4 separate regions of the Mus musculus genome follow, and regions 1, 3 and 4 are each linked to region 2. Evidence: chromatin contacts called from public Hi-C and HiChIP or PLAC-seq data. All regions are on one chromosome and are shown on one strand. The core of a region is the stretch at or near the end of the contact, and the rest is flanking DNA. Distances in the headings are between cores, read along the strand shown. Region 1 has its middle 26 kb from the start of Actb. Region 2 holds the start of Wipi2 (WD repeat domain, phosphoinositide interacting 2). Region 3 has its middle 5.8 kb from the start of Gm31068. Region 4 overlaps Rnf216 (ring finger protein 216).

What was found. A called contact is a pair of places that touch in the nucleus more often than the background predicts. HiChIP or PLAC-seq counts read pairs in DNA pulled down with a chosen protein or histone mark.
Region 1: a Hi-C map of CD8 T cells shows a contact between it and region 2, with 2.3 times the contacts expected there. The contact joins the enhancer-like site here to the promoter of Wipi2 in region 2. A contact is called at or near these places in 1 of 15 datasets of contacts at CTCF or cohesin (the NIH/3T3 cell line), 3 of 484 Hi-C or Micro-C datasets (CD8 T cells, embryonic stem cells and regulatory T cells), 6 of 115 datasets of contacts at active chromatin or transcription factors (effector CD8 T cells, embryonic limb bud, embryonic stem cells and 2 more) and 2 of 9 other capture datasets (embryonic stem cells and liver).
Region 3: a contact with region 2 is called in a Hi-C map of Th1 cells, with 3 times the contacts expected there. The contact joins the enhancer-like site here to the promoter of Wipi2 in region 2. A contact is called at or near these places in 1 of 39 promoter capture datasets (embryonic stem cells), 10 of 484 Hi-C or Micro-C datasets (CD4 T cells, CD8 T cells, Th1 cells and 6 more), 3 of 115 datasets of contacts at active chromatin or transcription factors (the SCID.adh cell line, embryonic stem cells and pancreatic cancer cells) and 3 of 9 other capture datasets (adipose tissue, liver and pancreatic islet).
Region 4: a contact with region 2 is called in an H3K4me3 HiChIP or PLAC-seq map of bone marrow-derived macrophages, with 2.7 times the contacts expected there. The contact joins the enhancer-like site here to the promoter of Wipi2 in region 2. A contact is called at or near these places in 1 of 39 promoter capture datasets (the C10 cell line), 1 of 484 Hi-C or Micro-C datasets (erythroblasts), 7 of 115 datasets of contacts at active chromatin or transcription factors (the 230-238 cell line, bone marrow-derived macrophages, embryonic basal ganglia and 3 more) and 2 of 9 other capture datasets (adipose tissue and liver).

Annotation. Positions count from the first base shown.
Region 1 is chr5:142,930,981-142,933,877 of GRCm38.p6, reverse strand. No RefSeq gene overlaps it. Among named protein-coding and RNA genes, the nearest start is that of Actb, 26 kb to the right of the region's middle. Within about 2 kb of position 1,362, at least 130 of the 459 cell types and tissues checked have an H3K27ac peak or open chromatin away from gene starts, as enhancers often do. A contact at or near this core is called in CD8 T cells, liver, pro-B cells and 1 more, where this site is marked.
Region 2 is chr5:142,628,334-142,631,033 of GRCm38.p6, reverse strand. Wipi2 (WD repeat domain, phosphoinositide interacting 2) reads right to left here and starts at 1,450. Exons shown (of 12, transcript NM_178398.4): 1 at 1,202-1,450. The coding sequence starts at 1,275.
Region 3 is chr5:142,370,046-142,372,903 of GRCm38.p6, reverse strand. No RefSeq gene overlaps it. Among named protein-coding and RNA genes, the nearest start is that of Gm31068, 5.8 kb to the right of the region's middle. Within about 2 kb of position 1,488, at least 81 of the 459 cell types and tissues checked have an H3K27ac peak or open chromatin away from gene starts, as enhancers often do. A contact at or near this core is called in CD8 T cells, the SCID.adh cell line and Th1 cells, where this site is marked.
Region 4 is chr5:143,032,403-143,035,124 of GRCm38.p6, reverse strand. The region is part of intron 13 of Rnf216 (ring finger protein 216); the gene reads left to right. Among named protein-coding and RNA genes, the nearest start is that of Gm43380, 5.2 kb to the left of the region's middle. Within about 2 kb of position 1,449, at least 34 of the 459 cell types and tissues checked have an H3K27ac peak or open chromatin away from gene starts, as enhancers often do. A contact at or near this core is called in adipose tissue and bone marrow-derived macrophages, where this site is marked.

The sequences.
Region 1 (2,897 bases), core at 113-2,612, 300 kb before region 2:
TACCAGAAGAGGGAGTCAGATCTCGTTAGGGATGGTTGAGCCACCATGTGGTTGCTGGGATTTGAACTCTGGACCTTCGGAAGAGCAGTCGGGTGCTCTTACCCACTGAGCCATCTCACCAGCCCAAATTTCTTTTTTGTTGTTGGTTTTTCTGAGACAGGGTTTCTCTGTGTAGCCCTGGTTGTCCTGGAACTCACTCTGTAGCCCAGGCTGGCCTTGAACTTGGACATCTGCCTACCTCTGCCTCCCACGTGCTGGGATTAAAGCTGTGCTCCACCACTGCCAGGTCCAGGGAGATTTATTTTTAGTTATCTGTGCTGGTTTCAGTTCATGCAGGAAAGTGCAGATGCCCACAGAAGCCAGAATGTCAGTTCCCCTGAGTTGGGAGTTATATGGGTCCTGTGGGTGGAGTTATATGGGTCCTGTGGGTGGAGTTATATGGGTCCTGTGGGGTGCTGGGAACTGAACTTGCAAGGCAGCAGTGCATGTTCTTAGCCACTGAGCCATCTCTCTAGCCCTTATTTATTTGTTTGTTTGTTTGTTTGTTTGTTTGTTTGTTTATTCATAGGCAGGGTCTGGCCATGTAGCCCAGGCTGGCCTACAACTCCCACTCTTCCTGCCTCTGCTTCCAGAGTGCTAAGATACAGGAATAGGCCACCACACCTTGATAGGAATACTTTCTACAAAACTGTCTGTGCTGAACATATTGACATTTGTTCTTACCCCTAAGCATAAGCATATAACACTCTACATATCGTTTTCATCCTATGCGTATTCCAAGTCAGTTACAAATGCTGGGTTTTTTTTTTCTTGTTTTTAAGTGGTTCCCCTGCGTGCCCAGACACTTTTGCAGAGGCCAGAGGAGGACTTGCAGGTCTCAGTTGTCCCCTTTCATTAAGTGCATGCCACGGATTAAACTAGGTCACCAGACTTGGCAGGCTTGGCATTTCCACCCGATGAGCCACCTTGCCAGCCCACGCTTTTTGCTTTGGTTTGTTTTTCCCCAAGATAGAAATGATCTGTGTGATCGATCCTGGCTGTCCTGGGACTCACTCTGTAGACCAGGCTGGCCTTGAACTCAGAGACCCCAGCTTCTGCCTCCTGAGTGCTGGGATTAAAGGCGTGCACCACCACTGCCCAGCTCTATGTTTTATTAAGAAGGATTCAGTCTATCCTGGACTTACTATGTAGCCCAGGCTGGCCTGTAAATCAGTGATCCTCATCTCCTGTCTTTCCAAGTGCTGGGATTACAATGGTGAGCCACCAAGCCTGGTCCTTGATGCCAGTAGCTGAGATGTCAGCCCTCACCAGTGTACCTTGGGGATATGGAGGACTAGAACAAGAAATAAGGTTTTGCCACTAAGTGGCGCCAGAGAGAGGTCTCTGGCCTGCTGGTCTCGCCCTGACTGGACCTCTCCAGTTTTTGTACCTACTCTGCCTGATCCCTCACACTACCTCCCCTTTCCTTTCTGCTCCTACCAGACAGAGCCGCAGCTGCCCCACTCAACCTCCTCTTGAGCACCCCACCCCCATCACTTTTAGTGCATTCTGGCCAAGTTGTTTAAACCTTGGGGAAGACTCGAGAGGCTGGAGAAATAGATAGCTCGGTGGTTAACAGCCTTGGCTACTCTTCCAGGGGACGGGAGTTTAATTCTCAGAACCCACACGGTGCTCACAAGTTCATGTAACTGCGGTTCCAGGAGAGCTAGTGCCCTTTTCTGACTCTCAAAGGCACCAGGCAAACACCTGGTGCTCAGATATACATGCAAGCAAGCATCTGTATACGTGTGAAAATAAAAATGAAAATTTAGGAAGGAAGAAAGAAAAAGAAACTGTGAGGGGTCATGGGGAGTTTCCCCTGGAGGATTTGGGTAGGGCATCAGACACATGCACAAGAGGACCCGTAGGATCAATTTCTTTCTTTTTGTTTTGTTCATTCGTTTTCAAGACAGATTCTCAGTGTGAAGCTCTGGCTATCCTGGAATTTGTGAGATCAGGCTACCCTTGATCTCACAAAGGTCTGCCTGCCCTGCCTCCTGAGCATTGGAGTGGGCGTGTCCACTCCATGTGGCAGACAACTTTAATCCCAGCATTTGGGATTTGGGGGGTAAAGGCAGCGACAGGCAGAGAGCTCCAGGCTAGCCTGGGATACACAGTGAGACCCTGTCTCAATTTTTATTCACACACGTGCAGATCAGAGAAACTCTGGGAGACTGCTTCTCTTCCACCATGGGTTCCGGCCACTGAACTTAGTTTGGTCTTCAGGCTTGCACCACAAACGCTACCTAAGCCATCTTGTTGGCCCTGGCCTGGAACTTTCTGGCCTCTGGCCTTAGCCACCTGAGTCCTGGAATCCCAGGCATGAGCCACCAGGCCAGTCCTCTTTGCCCTCTGTCACTGCAGCCCTTTCATCAGCCTACGCTATCCTCTCTACCTCAGGGGTTCCGTGAGCTCTGCACCTGCCCCGAGACGTCCTCACTGTCCAAACAGGCGGCTGAGGTTCCGGACACCTAGAACTGGAGTCTATGTGACCTGCCCAACTGGGTCCTGCTAAGTGTGCTGGCCTTGAGCCTTACCTGGAGTGACCCCAGGCTAAGGGACAGGACAGGACAGGACAGGACAGGACAGGACAGGACAGGACTAGAGTCTGAGCTTTGGGACTGGCTGGCCCCATTCCTTAGAAACATAAGCCTTTACAGCTAGCCATGAACTAGCCACAGTGAGCGGATCCCTCCCACCTTAGTCTTCCCATCTCCCAGAGAGGCTGAGACAAAGGACGCTCAATACAGCAGACTCCTTTGTTGAGCACCTACTGTGTACGTGGGACTCATGCCTCAGCCTGTGTGTCATAGTTTCATAACAACCCCTAGTTCGGGGGACGGGGGTGGGGGGGTGGG
Region 2 (2,700 bases), core at 201-2,700:
CTGGGATTATAGACAGCTGCCTAGCTTTTCTATGGGTGCTGGGATCCCAACTCTGGGCCTCAGAGTTGTGTGACAAGTGCTTTATCCACTGAACCAGCTCTCCAGTGCCCAGGTCCACTATTACTTCTGGACTCAGTGTCTTTAGCATTCTGTTCTAATGTAGAAAAGACCCAGTGTGTTACAACGGAAAGAACACCAGGAGAGCAACCTCAGGGGATGAGAACCCAAGCCTGCCCCATCCCACTATTAGCCAACTTTAAGATCCTGACAGACTCTAGCCCTTTCTGAACTTCACAGTCTCATTTGTGGCTGGTCCCAATTTCAGGACAGCACCTCCTTCTTGAGCTCGTCTAAAGGTCCAACTGAGCACCTGTTGCACCTCCCTCCACACAGGTACTTGCCATTCTCCAATCTAACTTTTAAGTGAGGAAAAACAAAAGCCTCAGTCCCTGCCTTGCTAATGCTATTGTGCCAGTAGCGACCAACTACTTAGTGTGATGCCAAGTGACCCATTCCTCCTCCTCTTACATCACTTCCTCTTACTCACTTCCCAAGATGGCTCTTCTCCCTTCCAGTCCCATAACTCATCCATCCTTCATCAGAAACCTCATCTATTACCTACCTTCCAGGTATGCCAACGAGGCAGCCTTGAAGAACCAGATGGGGAACTACAGGAGTTCAGTCCGGTAAAACAGTGGACCGGTACGAAGGTTCTTTTTTACCCCAGGAATAGCCCACCTCACCCCCTTTTGAAGCTCCCAGACCCCTTGAGGATAAAGTCTCAGATCGAAGGCCTGGATTACTACTGCCGTTTGGTCCTTTTTTGGAGGAGACCAAAGTTACTTGCCAGAAAGGTCGGCAGAGAAGAAATAAGCAAACAGAAAAAGAAAAGCCATGAAAAGCGACAGAAGCAGTGAGGATACAGATGTATAGAAAGGGGGAGGCGGGCGATGCCCAGGATGGCCGCAAAACCGAGTCCGGGTGACAGGCGCAAACCGGCGTGCACAGTTCCTTCCTAACTTTGCGAAAGGCCAGGTCTCAGGACAGGTGGATGGGGGCACCCCGAGTTCCATCACCTCCCCCGGCCCAGGAGGCAGCAGCGCTCGAGCGGCCGCGCGGGCTCAGCACGCCCCCCGCCCATACCCCTCAACCTGACCAGCCCTGGTCTCTGCCCCGGCCCCGCGTCCGCGCCCGGCCTTACGTGTTATCCTGGTTGAAGTTGGCGAACAGCAGCTGGCCGGCGCCGGCCTCTCCGCTCTGGCTCGCCAGGTTCATGGCTGCGAGCGCGCGACGGCCTCGGACCCCCCTTGGCGGGAGCGCGCGCAGCTCGACTCGGGCGGCCCGCGGGAGCACGCTACACTCAGGATCGACGTCCGGTCCGGCAGGTCGCCCCGCTCGCCGCCTCTCGCTGCGCGGGGACCAACTGCCGCCTCATCCCGTCCCCACTCTTGTTTATGCTCCAGAGCCGGGACGGGCTGCGCGCTTGCGCGGTCCCGCCCACCCTCGCGTCGCACGGCGGCGTTCCGCGCAGGCCCGCTGCGTAGGCCCCGCCTCTTCGCCGCAGGCATCCGCGGGTGTTTCCGGTCGACTGCGCATGCATAAAGGTGCGCTGGTGGGTGCGCCTGCGCGTGGCGGAGAGTGGGCGGGGGCTTGCTGTCTGAGAACGGCGAGTTACCTCGTTGGTCCTGAGTCGTTGATCATTGTTCTAGGAACTTTGGCGCACCGCGTTGCTCGAAGAGAATGTCGCACGTCCGTTTTGCAGATTTGAAAAGCGAGGCGCAGAACTGCAAACGATTTGCCAAATGTTGGGTCTGAGACTGGAAAGGCGCGTGCGGTCACGGTCCTTGGGACAGGATTCTACTTTAAATGTATTGGTCCGTGCAACAGTCTATGGGAAGCACCTTTCTCTCCTTCCCGCTGCTTCCCTTCTTTCCTTTCTCTTCTTCCCTTCAAGGAGATAGAAATGTTCTGGTGGCGAAGGTCCTGGAGAAGAGAGAGACTTGTTCTGTGCTGTTAGAACTGAACCTCTAGGCAAGAGGCTGGTAGTTCCCAAGAGCAGTGTGCTGTCCTTGAGGACAGTTAAGCGGGGAGCAAAGTCGAACTTTGTTAGTACAGCCAGAGGGGCAAAGATGGCAAAGTTGTTGAGGAAAAGATGGCGCACACTTTCCCACCCTTCCTGTTTCGTGTTTTTGTTTTGTTTGTTGTCTTTGGATCGGGGCTCATCTATCTTAGGCTAGCTTTGGACTCTGTAGCTGAGGTTGACCTTGAATTCCCGGTCTTCCTGCCTTTACCTCTTAAAAGATTATGGAGCTGCACCACCACGCTTGTTTAAAGTAGCCTTTAAAATGGTTTGCTTTAGCCTTTGGAGACCTTGGCTCTTCTGGAACTCACCATCTTAATCTTCAATGCATAGAAATATACTGCCCTCGGCCATCTGCCCTCCGTCCTCTGCCCTCTGGTGCTGGAATTAAATGTGCTACGATTCCCAGCTTTTCTTTTTTTTTTTTTTAATGAATTCTTTAAGAATTTCATGCAAAGCATTTTGATCATATTCAACCTCACCACCACCCAGATCCACTCTTCTTCCCTACCCACCCAACTTTATGTCTTTTTTTTTTTCAGTCTTTCTTTTTTAAACCCACCAATTCCATTTTGTGTTGCCTATATAGTTTTGGATATGGTCTTCCACTGGAAGACCTA
Region 3 (2,858 bases), core at 239-2,738, 260 kb after region 2:
GAGGGCTGAGAGGTGTCTGTAAAGCTATGGTGGACAAAGAGCGCTTTCAGGCAAGCCATTGCCAGCAAGCCTGTGGGAGGCTGGGCAACCACTACCTTGCTGGCTCATGAGACTCTCCTAAAATGAGTTTCCCAGGAACTGGAGACCTTGCAGAATCCCGCTTATAAAGGAGAGAAGGGGCCTGGCCCTGGGATCAGCATCAGCTGAGACCGGTTCAGGGCAAGAGCCCAGCTCTCCTCTCTTTAGGCTTGGCCTCCTGTGGCAAAAATGAAAGGAGTAAGCTGTGCTTGGCTCCACTGATAAAAGGAAAATGGTGGTGATGGTGGGGAGAGATGGCTCAGCAGGACATTAACATATAGACGTAAATTAAAAATAAAACAAATCTAAAAGGCAGAGAAGACACTGTCCTCAGGTGCACAAACACACATGTAGACATGAACATATGCATTAAAAAGAAAACAAGTCTAAAAGGCAGAGAAGACACTGGCTGTTGGCCTCTGGTTTCCATACACATGTGTGAGTGTACACCTCTTTATTTCCCTACAAACCCTCGGAAGCCAAACCTAACATTTACCAACGACTGAACAATATAGCATTCCTTACCAGTTAACACTGAACACTGGGGAGGTGGAGACGAGCTGCGACTTAAGGCCACGTCTGAAGAAGGAAGGAATGGAATATTTGTTTTTACTTTTCTTTTTTTAAAAATCTTTCTCTAAAAATTTGTTCTCTCTTCTTCGTTTCTTTAGGAAGTGAGATTTTTGTTTCTTTTTTTGCCTATGCTCTCATTGTGTACCTAAAAAAAACCAAAAACATTCAATCGGGTCTTTTTGATTTCTAAAAAGACAAGGGAGGGGTTGTGAGGGCCCTCCCTCACCCAGGCTGCTTTCCTAGAGTTCACAGGGCTTTTGGTCACGTCCGTCTGCTCCCCCTCCTTCCGTCCTTCCGTCCAGTCAGGCTTCTCTTGTTTGTTTGTACGAGTCTAGGAGGCCCAAGGATCTATGCGGTTGGCAGAGAGAGGGGTTTGTGGGCTGAAATCTTTCTGCTTGGGTCTCCGCAAAGCTCTTCCTGCTTAGAAAAGAGGTTTTTGTGTGTCTCCCTTTTTTGGCCTCTGAGGCACGGGGGTGGGGGTGGGGGGCGGGGGTGATTAATAGAAGGCTACCTCAAGATTTCAATAGGGCCACAGCGTGAGCTCCCAGGGCCGGCAGGGCCTTTGTTCCGCAGAAATCTGCGATAAAGCCTTGGTGGCTGCCTGCTTGCAACCCGGGGTCCTCGTTCTGTCTGTGCCAGGCCAATCTCACGACCTGAGCAGCTTGGGAAGGTCGGGGCTAGAGCTGGAGCACAACAATTCTAGATTTCTTTTGTGAGACCCCACAGAGGGGAGATCGTGTGTGAGGGTGGGACTGGTCACCCTGAGAGTCCTGGGTAAAGGGGACAGGCAGCTCCTTCCCTGGGTTTCTGTGATAGAAGTGTGCCAGAAAAAAATGAAGGCCTATGAATGGGACACAAGACACAGGGCTCCCAGCACTGCTAACCTTCAGACAGGGTGTGAGGTCAGCCTAATACCACAACAGAAGCTTTCGCTTGCGCGGACCTGAGGGCTCATGGGAGGTGATGAGACTCGATGGTGTTAGACAGCAACAGCAAGGGAGACATTAGTCAGCAGGTGGGATGGGTCCCTCCTGGGTGTAAAACGTACTTCTTGGAGGTTAAATAGGGGTCATTAGAAGTTATTATGGTCCATGAAAGCAAGGATCAAATGGGATATTTAATTTTTTTTTCTTTTTTCCTCTCTCTTTTTTTTCTCTCCCTCTCCCTCTCAGTGTTGAGGACTGAACCCAGTGTTTCTGGCATGCTAGGCAGGTGCTCTACCACTGAGCCACACCCCAGTCCCTCCCTGGGAGATTCTAGGCAGGGGATCTACCACTGAGCCACACCCCAGCCCCTCACTGGGGGATTCTAGGAAGGAGCTCTACCACTGAGCCACGCCCCAGCCCCTCACTGGGGGATTCTAGGCAGGGGCTCTACCACTGAGCCACACCCCAGCCCCTCACTGGGGGAGTCTAGGCAGGGGCTCTACCACTGAGCCACACCCCAGCCCCTCAATGGGGGATTCTAGGCAGGGGCTCTACCACTGAGCCACACCCCAGCCCCTCACTGGGGGATTCCAGGTGGGTGAGCTACTAATGAGCTTCAACCCAATCCTCTTTGACTTTCCTTTTGAGACAAGGTCTTACTAAGTTACCTGGGCAGGTCTTGAGCTCCGGTCACACAGGCAGGCCTTGAAATTGCTGTCCTCCTGCATCAACCTACTGAGTACCAGCCCTGGCTCCTTCCTCCATTTTGGCTCCATGTTGACCTGTAGTCTATCAGAGAATCCTGTCTGTGCTCAGGGTGGTGTCCTTGTCTCAGCGGCTGGACCCCCATATGTCCTCTGGGACACACCCTCACAGGAGTAAGTGTCCTTTACTCATCTCCTAGGCAGCTCAACGTCTGCATACGTTCTGATTATTATGTGTGTGTTTATGAGTGTGGGTACACATAATCTTACAAATGTATGTCCTAATGATGGTTACTACTGTAATAAAAAACCATGACTAAAGCCACGTGGGGAGCAAAGGGTTTATCTGGCTGACATTTCCACATCACTGTTCATCCTCAAAGGAAGTCAGGCCAGGAACTCAAACAGAGCAGGAACCTGGAGGCAGTAGTCGATACAGAGGCCATGGAGGGATGCTGCTTACTGGCTTGCTCCTTGTGGCTTGCCCAGCCTGCTTTCTTATAGAACCTGGGACCACTAGCCCAAGGATAGCACCACCCACAATGGGCTGGGCCCTTCCTTATCAATCACTGAGAAC
Region 4 (2,722 bases), core at 200-2,699, 400 kb before region 2:
GTGGTGCTCTTCTAGGTTCTTAACACCCACATCAGGTATCCTACAACCACCTGTAACTCCAGTCTATCTCTAGCAGAACTTGATGCCTCTGGCTTCTAAGAGCACCTGCACTTGTGCACATAGAGGTACACATACATGTAATTAAAAATGAAAACAAGGGGGCTGGTGAGATGGCTCAGTGGGTAAGAGCACTCAACTGCTCTTCCGAAGGTCCGAAGTTCAAATCCCATCAACCACGTGGTGGCTCACAACCATCTGTAACATGATCTGACGCCCTCTTCTGGGGTGTCTGAAGACAGCTACAGTGTACTTACATATAATAAATAAATAAATCTTTTTTAAAAAAATGGCCCCCACCCCCCAAAAAATACTTAGTGGATGTTCTTGCAAAGTACCCTTTGTGAAGGTGTTTGCATTTTAAGTACCTGGCTTCTGAAATTTCTAGCTCTAAAAATCTGGGTACTGCCCACCCTTTTTTAAAGATTTTTTTTTAATGCTTGTGTTTATGTGTAAACCTGGGTTGAGTTTATATGCACAATGGGCAGGCAGGACCCAGGGAGAGCAAAGGGGGCAGCAGATCCACCATCTCCACTTCTGCCTCTTCAGCCATCAAATCCTCATACTCTCTCCACTCCGCCTGACTTCTGGCTCCTGCCTGTAGCGTTTAGCACCAGCAGCCTGCTAATCCAGGTCTCCTTTCAGTGTCTGACCCCTTCCTGCCCCAGCCACCACTCTGCTCCTCTGCCATGCCTGAGCGTGCCCTTTCCTGTCAACTGCTGACTCCTGTGCACCTTCAGCCACAACATGTCACCCCTCAGACCTCTCCAGCCTCTGGGCTGAGTGGGTATGGCTATTCCTGTGCCATGCCTGACAGCAGGCAGACACTGAGTCACACCCACTGCTACAGCTGTAACATGTGGTAGGAACTGCCCTGCCTCAGACCAGCCCCCATCCTATACCACTCACAGTGTTTTAACCCTGAGAGTGTCTGTCACAGGGCAGAAGCAGCTTAGTAACTGTATAGGCTTGTCTTCCATGCATGTCTCTCAGGACTCTCCACTCAATTACATGTGGGCATGCTAATGTAAGCTGTGTTTACAGACATACCTAATAAGTAAAATTTAAAAGAGTGACACGAGAATCTCAGTTTATATTATCATTATTGGTGATGTATATCTTTGCACAAGTGTGATGCAGGGACCTGTGCCATGGAGCACATGTGGAAGTCAGGACAGTCGTCAGATCAGTTCTCTGATTCCACCTTGGGTCCCAGGGAGCAAATCCAGGCAATCAATCACGCTTACTCACTGAACTATCACACCAGCTTTATTTTTATTTTTCTTACTTGGTTTTTTTTTTTTTTAAAGATGGGGTCTCCTTGTATCACCCAGGCTTACCTCAAACTGCTAATCCTCTTGCCACCCTCAAGTAGCACCAACCCAGCTTGTAATAAACCAGACCTTGAAATAATTGTTATTTATAATATGAAGCCCATCTGTGCTCCTTGAAATTTCAACTTATGGAATATGTCTCATTGTTGAACTGCTTGATTCAGGTGTACAGAATGTTGGATACTTGGGTGTTGTGGCTGACAGCCTGGAAAGGCACCTCACCAGACCGTGTAGTTCCAGATTGGGGAAGTACTCTATCAGTTGTGTGGGTATATGTTCCTCGAAGAGTTTCAGTTTAAGACACTAGTAGGATATGGTAGCACAGTCTTTTAATCCCAGCACTCCTGGCAAAAGCAAGTGGATCTCTCAGAGTTTGAAGCCAGCCTGGTCTGGTGTACATAGTTCCAGCACAGCCAGGGCTCTTAGAGAGACCCTGTGTCAAAAACGAACAACAAAAGTAAAATAAAAGATCTCATGAGTTGTCACCACCCTCTTTCACTGGGTACATGTGCATGCATCCGTGCTATGTCATGGCATGTCACTGTGCCCTCCCTGGTTTGCCAAACACACCAGCTACTGAACTTGTGGGTGAGGATCATGCTCCTTCTGCTGGTGTGCCTGGGAGAGAGGAAGTCCCTGGAGCCTCCAGTGACTTCCACCAGAAAAGGAAGCTTGCTGAATCTGCTCGAGCTTTGATTTAGCTGAGCCACATTGATTCTCATAGTTTCTTGTGTCTTTCACACTCTTTAAATCAGTATCCTTCCAGATCTTCTGGCTCTTAGCACATGTGACTTTGGGGGTGGGGGCAGGGAGGACTGGTATCTTTGACAGCTGGAGGACTCAGGTGGCCTAAAAGCCTTTGTCCCAGTGGTCCCTAAAGTTGACTAAGCATTAGTGAAGTCATGTTTCTCATGTTTCACCTGGAGGCCTCAGGGAATTGACAATCACAGCCATGTGGTGGCCTTTGAGTGCCTTAAATGACCACAGAGAGACAGAGTTTCTCATACGGGTTTACCCTGTGCCCCAGAGTTGGGTCTGCAACTTCATTTCTCCTGGCAAGCAAGTTGAAAGACTAAGCTGGAACAATCAATCAAAAACAAGAGAGTAGTTTGCCTGGGGTTCTGACTCTGAGCTAGGCTTAAGCCGGGGCAATAGAATCTGAATGCCTAGAGCACAGGCAGCCACAGTAGTCTCATTTGTTTGTTTGTCTTTTGATGATGTTTTAGGACAGAAACTTGGTTTGTAGTGCACACTGCCCATGAACTTGCTATGTAATCTAACCTGCCTTTGAATTTGATGAACAGGCATCCTGCCTAGGCATCCTGAACCAA